2 separate regions of the Oryctolagus cuniculus genome follow, and region 2 is linked to region 1. Evidence: chromatin contacts called from public Hi-C data. All regions are on one chromosome and are shown on one strand. The core of a region is the stretch at or near the end of the contact, and the rest is flanking DNA. Distances in the headings are between cores, read along the strand shown. Region 1 overlaps ARHGEF3 (Rho guanine nucleotide exchange factor 3). Region 2 overlaps ARHGEF3 (Rho guanine nucleotide exchange factor 3).

Region 1 (5,365 bases), core at 1,974-4,473:
GCATTGGCAGGGAGCTGGATTGGAAGTGGAGAAGCCACGGCTCGAATCATCATTCATATGGGTGCTGGGCAGAGAGAATTAGCATACGTCCAGCTGGCAACCCTTGCATCAGTATAGCCAGAAGGGCTGAAAAGAGCCTGCACCCCCGGAGACCTTCACGGGGCCCAGCCTGTCGCTGGTAGTCCATGTGACCTTGACCAGCTCCTGGGTTTCCAGCCTCTAAATGAGGGTGGTAGGCTGGTGTGTTCTCTGAAAAGCCTTCCAGCTTTTGATCTGTTTGGGTGTTAGGCACGTTATCTGAGAGCAGACATATCTGATTAAATTACCAGCTTTGAAACAGTGCAGGGTTTTGGATCCTGGTGAAAACACCTGGATAGGACTTCTGTTTCCTCAGGAACAAGCTCTGTTAGTGAATAGCTGAGGAAGAGGAGGGGTACCTGGAACCTGCCTTTGTTCAAGTCGCACTGCTGGTTCCTGGCAGCGCCTGCCTACATCTTTGTCCATATATGGTAGGCACTGAAGCTTTGCACGTTTTTCAGTCTGGTAATGGGAACTGAGTGTTACTGCGTGGATTTCATGCACCAAAAGCCACAATGGCACATTAAGGAAAATTTCGCCTGGCCTCACCTGCAGTGTGACCTTGAAGTTTGAACAGCGTGTGATTACCTACAGCTGTGGGCAAGACCAGCTTCCTGGGTGCCAGCATGTGTTTCTAAGACTCCAATGAGAGGTCTCGGCCTGGAGTTTCGCTGTAATGATTATGTCTCCCCTTGAGCAGTGTACTTCTCTAGGAAGATGGGGATTGTTCCGTGGTGACTGCTGGTGTGACTTACCTTTAGGCTCACTCAGACATCTGCAGGGGCAGTGTCCGTGTTGCATGGCTGGTATGAGTCATCTCAAAGCCTGAAAGCTGCATATCACCCTGGACAGAAAGTACTGGCAGCCATACCGTTTCATAAGCCTGTAGCCCCGGGCTTTGTGAACGTTGGGGTGGACTGTGCGGTGCAGCAAGCAAGAGCCCCCGCACCCAAATGGTTTGACTTGAAACCTGGGAGCATTGCTGCTGCCCAGCTGTGTGACCTGGGGCAACTTACTTGAGCTCTCTGCGCCTCCCTCTGTACCTCTGTAATCTGTAACTGTGCACAAACTTACCACCCACTCATCCGGGGTTGTCAGGGTAAAATAGAAACACACGTCTCAGGTTCTTAGTACTCACAGTTGCTGGTGATTGTGGTGTCTTTCCATTGCAGGGAGGTGCTCAGAGGAGCCGGAGTGGCATAGCCTTCCCAACAGAGAACCCACTCGTGTCGGGGTGGCCCCTATACCTATTATGTGGTTTTCAGCTCCTCTTCTCATGTACATGGATTTCAAACTTTTATGCACTGTAATGAACTTGAGCCAGTACCTGCTGTCACCCAGGGTGCACATGAGCAGGAAGCTGGAATTGGAAACAGAGTTCAGACTGAAACCCAGGCACTGTCATCCGGAATGCTGGTATCCTAAGAGCCGGCCTAACTGCTGCACCAAGTGCTGCCCCCTACAAGGGCCTTACTTAATAGCCGGTCTGTTGGCCATTTGAGCTGCGTTAGGTTTCTCTCCCCACACTCTGGGAGTTGTGTCCTACTCGCCAGGTTCACGTCTCTGGTTACTCAGGCAGGTTAGTGATTGTAAGGGTGAGTTCTATGTCATTTCTGTGCTCTTGGAAAACACTGCCAAGTTGTTGCCAAGGGGTGATGTTGTGTTGATCTACATGTTCACGGTTTCTCCACTTTCTTGCCCACATTCAGTATTCCCATGTAGACTATGTTAATTTGAAAGGTTTGTGTGCTCTCTGATTTAAGTTTCCATAGGGAGGGTGAGCATGTTTTGTTTACTGATTGGGTTTCCTGCTTTTGTGAAATCTCTGTTAGAGCAAAACGTGTCAGTTTTCCTTTTGAATTGGTATATCTGATCGCAAAATTATTAAATGCGCATCGTAAAATTTCAGACCTAGGAATTCAGCAATGTGTAATGTGGCAAGTGCAAGTTACCCAGGTCAGCCCTCAACTTGAGAAGTCACCACTGCTTAAAGTATGGTCATTATTTTTTCAGAATCTTCTAGAAATTTTTAAATGGTATTCGTTTGGCCTTAAAAATTTTGGAAGATTTATTCATGGCTTTAGTATCTTAAAAGATGTTTTCCTCATTCCTCCCCTCCTCTCTCTTTCTTTCATTTGAGAGAAAGGAAGAGAAAAAGTCCTATCTGTTGATTCATTTCCCAAATATCTACAGTGGCCAGGGCTGGATTGGGGCCAAAACTGGGTCCCAGCAACAAAACGCGGGTCTTCCACGTGGGTGGCAGGAACCCAACTACTTGAGCCTCCCTGCTGCCTCCCAGGGTCTGCATTAGCAGGAAACTGGAATCAGGAGTGGAGCTAAGGTGCCATACCCAGGCACTCTGATGTGGGATGTGGGTGTCTTAATTGCTAGGCTAAGTGCCAGCCCCCACATGGTGGTATTTTGGTTGTATAAAGACAGTAGACTTATTTCAGTAAGTCAGTCTTTGCAGGGAAGCCACGCAGCCTAGTGGGCAGGTGCTGCATCTGGGACCCCACTGACTGCTCCTACATCTTCCTGCGCTCTGCTGCGTGTGGGTAGACTGTGATCCATTGGTAGCGTCCTGTGCTGTTGGCAGGAGTGCGCTCTGTTTTTAATTTCAGGTTGCTGAGCTGCAAGGGCAGTGGCAACTGAATGTCACCGCTGCTCTTCTGCCAGTGCCAGCACCCTGGCCTTGGCAAAAATAATGGGAAACAGCCTTCGCTCTGTATGCCTTTCACAGGTCTGTGTTTATGTACATCTCGTGACTTCTCTCTGAAGTGTAAATTCTGGTATCCCTGTTTTTTATATCCTGAGACTATGGTAATGGGATTAAAGAGGCCAGACCATTACCTTGGGTCTCCAGCTAGCTAGGGAGTGCCAGGGCTGGGACTCAATCCGAGTCCTGCCAGGTCCTGAGGCCCCTGGAGAAGTTGGCCTCCCCCTCTTCAGATCTTCATCTCTGCACAGCCACCTCCCTGTTGGCCTCATGCACATTGGCTTGCTCCAGATGCATCTGGCGACCTGGGGAGCTTCCAGTACATTCCCCATCTTGTAAAACCTTGCGCAAGCTGGGACCAAGCAGAAGGATGTGTTCCTGTGAGGGCTGCATCCTTGAATCAGGGCTCCTGAGTAGGGAGAGCATCTTCGGGCAAGGAACGGTTGCCATGGCAGCAGCTATGGCAACGCTGATGCAAGCCTTGCACCTAGTCCCACTGGAGCCCAACTGGGAGCTGGAAGTCAGCAAGTGCCCAAGAGAATGGGTCTTCTGCTGCTCTGGTTTGATACAAATGTTTGGTAAGAAGCTGGTAACTGATCTGCACTGTTTTTTTCTCCCTTGCTTGTGGCTTTTGTGGATTAGGCGACTGGAAACATCCTATGCAACTTGGTAGCGCTTAGGGTCCAAGTACAGGGATCCTGGTGGCAGGCTGGCCGGCCCTATGCCTTAGTAGCCATGAAGCATTTCCAGGTCTAACCCCTGAGGACCACAGCTTGCTCATCTGCCACAGTGCTTATGCACAGAGCCCATATGAGGATTCACATGATTAATCGACATTAAAAGCACAACGTGAATCATATTATTGTGAAATAATTCATGTGTACTTTTAAGCATTTGTAGAAAAATGGAATTAAAAGGTTATTCTGAAGCAGTTTTTTGAAATCCATGCATAGTTTTTTTCATTTTAATTTATTATTTTAAAATTTTATTTGATAAGGAAAGAAAGAGGGAGAGATAAACAGAGACAGAGAGACTTCAGTCTCCTGGTTCACTCGCTAAATGCCTGCAACCTCAGGCTGAAACCAAGAGCTGAGAACTCAGTCGGGTCTCGCATGTGGGTGGCAGGGCCGCAGGTACTGGAGTCGTCACTGCTTCCTCCCAGGGTGCACGTTAGTGAGAAGCCGGAGTCGGAAGTGGAGTCAGGACTCTAACCCAGAGGCTGGGATATGGACTGTGAGCATCCCAAGGGGCACCTTAATCGCTTCGCCAAATGCCCAGCCCTTACATCATTTTCTCAGAAGACTCATTTTTTCATGAACTTTTTGAAGATCCCTCATATGTGCATGGATTTCAATTATTTTTGCATCAACATAAACTTACAGTTTAATTTCGTTTCTGTGACGGGGTCTGACTCAGAAGTTCTGCACACCCCGCACTGCCTTTTCTCCAGCTGTCTTTGAGGTCAGCCGGGACTTGGAGGCGGCTTGCCATGGGTGGTGATGCTGAAATCGGCTCAGCCTGAACGGTGCCCTTGGCACTGCCTTTGGTTTCCCCGACATGTGCTGGGACAAGTGCACTGGGGCCCCACCCCCACCCCCACGGCCCTGTTTCACTGACAGTTTGGGAATAAACATGTTTTTATGTGTGGCCCCAGTCACTGCCAAAAGCAGCATTTATGGAGCTTCTAATTAAAAAAGAGTATTTATGGAGCTTGAAGACTGCGGTAGGTCCGGTATCAGGGTCAATAAACTGTTTTAAGCGCTGTAGGCTAATTTGAGCATTTTTGCTGTTTTTAGCTGTTAGAATCAACAGAACATTTATTAGAAATGTCCCTTTCTGAGGACCCATTTTTCAGGATAGCGAGACGTTCCCGTTGGAGATGTTGGACCACCTACATACTAACTTATTAGAGTCTGATCAATCTACTGTTGGACAAAGTTTGAAGACTTCCTTTAGCTCTGTCCAGGGCAAATGTGCCCGTTGGGGTGGACCTTGGGCAGGATGATGTCTGTAGATAGGATTTTTGAGTCAGAGCTTTCCAGAATTTAAAAACCATGGTTTTCCCTCCTTCTTTTTTGTTTCTGATTTGGATATAATTTGGTAGAGCCATCCCAAAGACAGCTTTCTTGCTTTTATTTCTTTCAATAAAGATTTGAAATGATAGTTCATGGTGATTAAAAAAAATACCTTGTGTGTTGATTTGATCCAAATCCCTCTCTTTAAAACACTGAGAAAACTCAGCCATTGCTTTCCTCACCATTCATGTGCACCTGAGCTGGCAAAACTCATGAACGGACCCCGCACAGTCCCCTGGTGTCAAGATCACCGATGCTTGTTTGCCATTTATTCCTCCACACGGCCCTCTTCTGTCTGACACCGTTGGTCACTCCTCTCTTGTTCAAGCCCCTGCCTTCCTGGCTCCATTTTTGTGGTCTTTGCTTCTGCTCCCTCCCTTACCCTAGGACCCCCTCCCCGTCCATCTCTCTCCTCCCCCTCAGCAAGGGCAATGACGTTCATGGCCCAGTTGGGTGGTGTCATTTGGGGGGGTGGTTCCTAGACATTCAGCCTATA
Region 2 (5,727 bases), core at 25-2,524, 190 kb after region 1:
CATGGAGTTCCTGTGATTGTCTTAGTCCCAGACAATATTGGGGAACTGGCAAGACTGGAGATCAGCTCTTTCAGGCCATAACGCAGCAGTGTTGTAGGGAAGAGAGTCACCTGCAGGCTCAAGACCCTTCTTTGGGCTCCCTCCCCACATGCGGGTCCTCGTCTTGGGATTTCACCTCTTCTTCGGTACAGCGTTGGATCTGGCCAAGCCACAGCCTGTTCTGCCCTGTGCAGCCAGAGAGCTTGACTAAGCAGATGATAAAGCTGCAGGAAGAAAGAGGAGACAGGAATGTGGAATCAAAACACATGGTCTCATAGCGGCCTCCACAGCCAGAGCCTGGGGGAGGTATGTGACTGTGGCAGGTGACGTGGAGCTCCAGCTTTGCCGCAGGAGAATGGAGGATGGCAGGAGAGCAGGCTGGGGGAGACACCACTCCTCTCTCTGGATGTTAGAAATGAGAGCAGTGACTTCACACTGGCTGTGGGCTTCGTGTGGAGCAGGCCTGTGCCAAGCACACAGTGTACATCATCTCATGTGATCCTCCCACAACCCTGTGAGGCAGTGGGAGCATCAGCTCCAATTCGCAGAAGAGGGAAAAAATCCCTGGAAGTTACATTGTGGGCCCAAGGTCATAGGGTGTTGCACTCCTGCCTGAAGAATTGGCTCATATTTTACCCTTAGATCCTTTGCAAAGAATCAATACATTCTTTGGGCCTGAGTTGTAAGAACTGTCAAACCGCTGCAGAGGCTTTTTGCTCATTCCTAAGCTCAGAGGGAGACCAGAAAATGTCCTCAAAGTACTCTTGAGGTTTTTCCATTCCTTCTTCCAGAGCCCAGGAGCAGGAATGAAATCCCAGAGGCATCCTTCTCCTCTTTCCCCTCTGACTCAGCCCAAGGAAGAGCCAGGGAATCCCTTGGACAGAGATCAACAAATGAAGAACTTTTATCCCACCTAAGAGTTCCCAACAAGTCAGGAAATGACTGTGAAGGCCCAGAGCCATAGACTCCTTCTGGGCCCTGTGGATGGAACCAGGCCCTGTTGCTACCTCGTGGTTGCCACCTTCCAACCAGGCTGTGACCCCATTTCCCAGCACTGGGGAAGGCTGTGGCATGGTGGGCACATCACTCCTGTGGCGTTCGGACCACGAATGCATAACCTGAGTCCAAGGGTAAGAAAACCTGTTCTGCTGGGCCTCAGGTTGGCCTTCCCGTAAGGACCCCAGGGAGATGCCTGCTGGCAGCCCTCCTGCTTGTTCAGGAGGTCAGACTCTTGAAGTACATCAGCTCTGAGCACCTGGTCCGTTCTGCCTCGACAGAGTCAGAGCTTTGCATGCAGTTCAGAGGCCAGATGTGGAGCCAGGGACCACAGACAGACAGAGCGAAATATTTGACTTCCTCTTTTCTCTGAAGGTCTATAGCACCATGTCTGGGCATGACCAAGAGAAGTTTCAGGCAGTGGGGGCTGGCATTTGCTAAAAGAACTCATCCAGGGTGTGGGTGTGTGTTTCTGCTTCAGTCCAAGGTTAAGTAATAGTAACATCCTGTGTAAAAGAACCCGAATGTGGCTTTCTGCTAAACTCCAGTATTTTAGGGCTATTTATTAGAAGTGTTTAATCTTGGGCCAATTTAACCAGTAGCAGACTAATAAAATAACAAATTTGGGCTTGCTGCCAGAACAAATGTTGACTTACCCTTATGATGTTGACTAAAACGAATAAATTTGAAAGTAATTGAGGAGTGAAACCATAGCCAAAAATACATAGTCTGAAACAGTGGTTCTGTTTTATTTTACTGGCACTGTTAAGAGATTATGTTCATAACCTAGGCCATTGCCAGCTTCAGAGTCCCATATTTTACTGAATTATTTTCCAAGGTTCCTTCCCGCCCCCACCTCCCCACCAGCTCACAAACCCTTCACTCAGTAAAAATGTGTTTCCCCATAGCAGGCAAGTAGGACAGGTTCCTTGTCCAACATGGGAGTGAAAATCCAGTGATAATGGGCAGGATAAATGTAGTTAAGTTGCTGACTTCTTCCTTCAGACCCAGAACTGTGTGCTGTGGACATTCATCTTCCCTCCCGGTGTTTGCAGTCCAGTTCATTGTTTCTCCAGGGTGTAGTGGGTGCAATCCACCTGGCCTGTCCCAGGCCCTGGCTTCTCTTCATTTTTGCCATTCAGTGTATGTGAACACTGGAGAGCCATAGTGTTTTGCCAGCGTGAGTTTTGGTCTTGAAAGAAGCAGAAGAGACCTGGATGAAATGAAGCCAGGAGAACCCCAGAAATGGTCACACATGTGACTTCTGCCCCTGATCCTTACTTGCATCCTATGGGAAGCTGTGTGAGTGTGGTTTCAGAGGCTTAAGCCAGCACCGGCTGAGTTGGGCCAAGTGTTCTCCTGGAACCTCTCCCATGACCAGAGCGCCCCCTACAGCAGCTGCCTTACCTGCAGACTTTGACCCAGAAGCCAGAGGTGCTGACTTACTCAGGCTAAGACATTTCGCTGATCAACAAGGAATAAATCTCTGTCCAGCCCTCATGGGTTCAGTTTTACAGCCCTGAGAGTTGATGGTTATACTTGTGGATTTGCCCCAAATGTCTTGTGATGTCTCCATTAGACCTTCCTTGAGGGAAAGCTGGAGAAATTGTCAGAGCTTCAACAATCCCACAGCCTGTCTGCAGCCTAGGCATAGCAGCTGCACTAACTCAGGATGCTCTCCCCACCCCTGCATGAGCAAAAACAAACCCCAGCATTTGGTTTTTGCATTTCAAGATGGGAACTGGCAGATCTTCTCATAGCACCTGATTCTGGAGGAGGGTCATGAGCCATTTCTTCAGAGGAAATCACATCTCGAGCCGGCGCCGTGGCTCAATAGGCTAATCCTCCACCTTGCGGCGCCGGCATACCGGGTTCTAGTCCCGGTCGGGGCGCCGGATTCTGTCCCGGTTGCCCCTCTTCCAGGCCAGCTCTCTGCTATGGCCAGGGAGTGCAGTGGAGGATGGCCCAGGTGCTTGGGCCCTGCACCCCATGGGAAACCAGGAAAAGCACCTGGATCCTGGATCCTGCCATCGGATCAGCGCGGTGCGCCGGCTGCAGCGGCGGCCATTGGAGGGTGAACCAACGGCAAAAGGAAGACCTTTCTCTCTCTGTCTCTCTCTCTCACTGTCCACTCTGCCTATCAAAAATAAAAAAAAAAAAAAAAAAAAAATCACATCTCCCCTTAGTGCCTTGTACCAGGTAGCCAGGGGCCAAACTCGCTGCTGGGGGAAGACAGACACAAGGGTGTGGCCTCCAGGTTTGTGATGAGCCAAAACAGAGGTATGTAGGTGACTTGTTAAAGTCTCGCGTAGCCTCTGGGTCCGTTGTTGAAATCACTGAGAAGTGTCTGTAGAAGGAAATGATAGTTCTGAGGTCACTTCACAGATTAGAAGCCGGGATTTCTGCAACGTGTGTGGCCTCTTCCAGGAAGGCAGGTTTCCATTGGAATTTGGGTCTTATTATTTACCTTTTATTTCTGGTAACAGATGACACCAAATCAGTTATCTCTGTGCCAGGGAAAAGGACAGGAAAAAAAATTTAATGGAAATTTTGAAATAGGAAAGAATCCCTTCATTATTCTCCTTTTCTATTTCCTGAAAATAGGAAGATCTTCGTCCTTCATGGGCCACAGGAAGTCCCTGTCCCGTGCCCACAGCCCCATGCCTCTGTCGCTCAGCACCTCTCGGGAGGCTTCTCGTGATTGCCTGTGTACCCTGTGTGCATGCAGTGGCCACCATGCCCTGCCTGCTGACCACCTCACCTGCCCTGCTCCCTTGCCAGCCCCAGCCAGCACTGAGCTCGTGGGTTCTCTGTCTGGATCAACCTTCTGGTTCTCCCTGCCCAGCCAGGGGATGTTCCCCCAAGGGTGACACCTGTGCACTTCAATGGAGGCCCTTTGCCCATAGAGAAGAAACCGTTCCTGCATTGGGTTTAGAAGGATGCACGAGGTCAGAAAGCATCTCCTCCAATGTATGCATCAGTTACAAAGAAAATAGTGGTGACTTCACAGCAGAGAAATCCAGTAGTCACCACGTGTGTGTTAGTTAGCTCCCTATAGCTGCTGTACCAAAGTGTTAATAACCTAGGTGGTTTAAAACAACAGAAATTCATTGTGTTACTGTTTGGAGCCTCAAGTTTGAAATCTTGGTGTCGACAGAGCATGTTTCCTGGTGAGATCCCAATAGCTGCTGTCCTGGTTCAGTTTGTTGTTTTATGCCAGTGTTTATTTCTTAGTTTTGATAAATGTACCATGGTTATGTAAGGTGTTAATAATAGAGGAAGTGGGGGAAAGGGTGTGTGGGAACATTCTGTACTGTTGTTTAAAAAGATTTATTTATTTATTTGAAAGGCAGAGTTAGAGAGAGAGAAAGAGATCTTGCATCCACTGGTTCACTCCCCAGATGGCCTCAAATGCTGGGGCCATGCCAAGCAGTAACCAGGAATCTGAAGTACCATCTAGATCTCCCATGTGTGTGGCAGGGATCCAAGTACTTGGGCTGTCTTTGGTTGCTTTCACAAGCACATTAGCAGGGAGCTAGATCAGAAATGGAGCAGGGGTGGCATTGTAGCGTGGTGGGTAGAGCCACCACCTGCAACGCTGGTATCCCATTTGGGCACCAGTTCACGTCTCGACTAATCTGCTTCCAATCTAGCTTGGTGCCGATGGCCTGGAAAAATTAGCAAAAGATGGCCCAAATGTTTGAGCCCCTGCCACCCATGTGAGAGACCCAGAAGAAGCTCCTGGCTCCTGGCTTCGGCCTGGTCCAGCCCTGACAGTTGTAGCCATTTGGGGAGTAAACAAGTAGATGGAAGATTACCCCCCCCCCCATCTGTAACTGACTTTCAAATAAACAAATACGTCTTAAAAAAAAAAAAAGTGAAGAAATGGAGCAATCAGGACTTGAATTGGTACTCATATGGGATGTTGGCATCACACAGGCTTAACCTGCTGTGCCACAATGGCAGCCCTTACTCTGTACTATTTTTCCAAGTCTTCTATAAATCTACCCAATTAGCAAATCTGAGAGCCTGACCAAAACAGATACATCTGTAAAACAGCATGACTCATTTTCAACCATTTTCTTAGAAAAACATTAATAGGGGAGGGGAAGTCTGTAGGAGTTCTTTGATGGACAAGAGACAAAGCAGCCATCAGGTGCCCCCAAAAGCAGAGGAGTGGGGTTGTTGGAAGTAAAGCTTGTGGCATGAAAGGAGGCAGGGGGAGGGGGGAAAATTGGCAAGCGGGTCAGTGAGAGACCCTGAGAGGGTGGGGACAACCCTGGCAATAGGAGGTGTCAGTCATTGAGAACACAAGAGAGTGGGTGGGGACCTGCAAGATTTGAAGGTGAGGATCACAGGCATAAATCATACAGTGATGTGAACTGCCCTTGTGAGCCTGAGGAAGGGACGTGGTGAGGGCCAGGCAACTGTAGCCTTGATTGGAGATCCAAAGAGGGGCATGAGAATCTGGGGAGATGGAGTTGGGGAAAGCGAAGCACACTCATAAATTAGAATACAAGGGGAATGGAGGACTCTATGTGTGGGCATTCTGTTCTTGCAGGCCCCCTGCTTCCTCTGTGTGTTTCTAGAATCATCAGAATTGAGCTCTGCTGGATTGTTACCCAGTGGAATTGAGTGATCTGGATGGGTCTCTTAATGAGAATGGATTAAGAACCAGCTGACAGAGTAAAG

What was found. A called contact is a pair of places that touch in the nucleus more often than the background predicts.
Region 2: a contact with region 1 is called in a Hi-C map of embryonic fibroblasts, with 1.9 times the contacts expected there. The contact joins two enhancer-like sites. A contact is called at or near these places in 5 of 6 Hi-C or Micro-C datasets (ear pinna, embryonic fibroblasts, psoas muscle and 2 more).

The regions. Positions count from the first base shown.
Region 1 is chr10:92,904,273-92,909,637 of mOryCun1.1, forward strand. The region is part of intron 2 of ARHGEF3 (Rho guanine nucleotide exchange factor 3); the gene reads left to right. Among named protein-coding and RNA genes, the nearest start is that of SPATA12, 75 kb to the left of the region's middle. Within about 2 kb of position 3,224, at least 2 of the 8 cell types and tissues checked have an H3K27ac peak or open chromatin away from gene starts, as enhancers often do.
Region 2 is chr10:93,096,962-93,102,688 of mOryCun1.1, forward strand. The region is part of intron 4 of ARHGEF3 (Rho guanine nucleotide exchange factor 3); the gene reads left to right. Among named protein-coding and RNA genes, the nearest start is that of TASOR, 85 kb to the right of the region's middle. Within about 2 kb of position 1,275, at least 2 of the 8 cell types and tissues checked have an H3K27ac peak or open chromatin away from gene starts, as enhancers often do.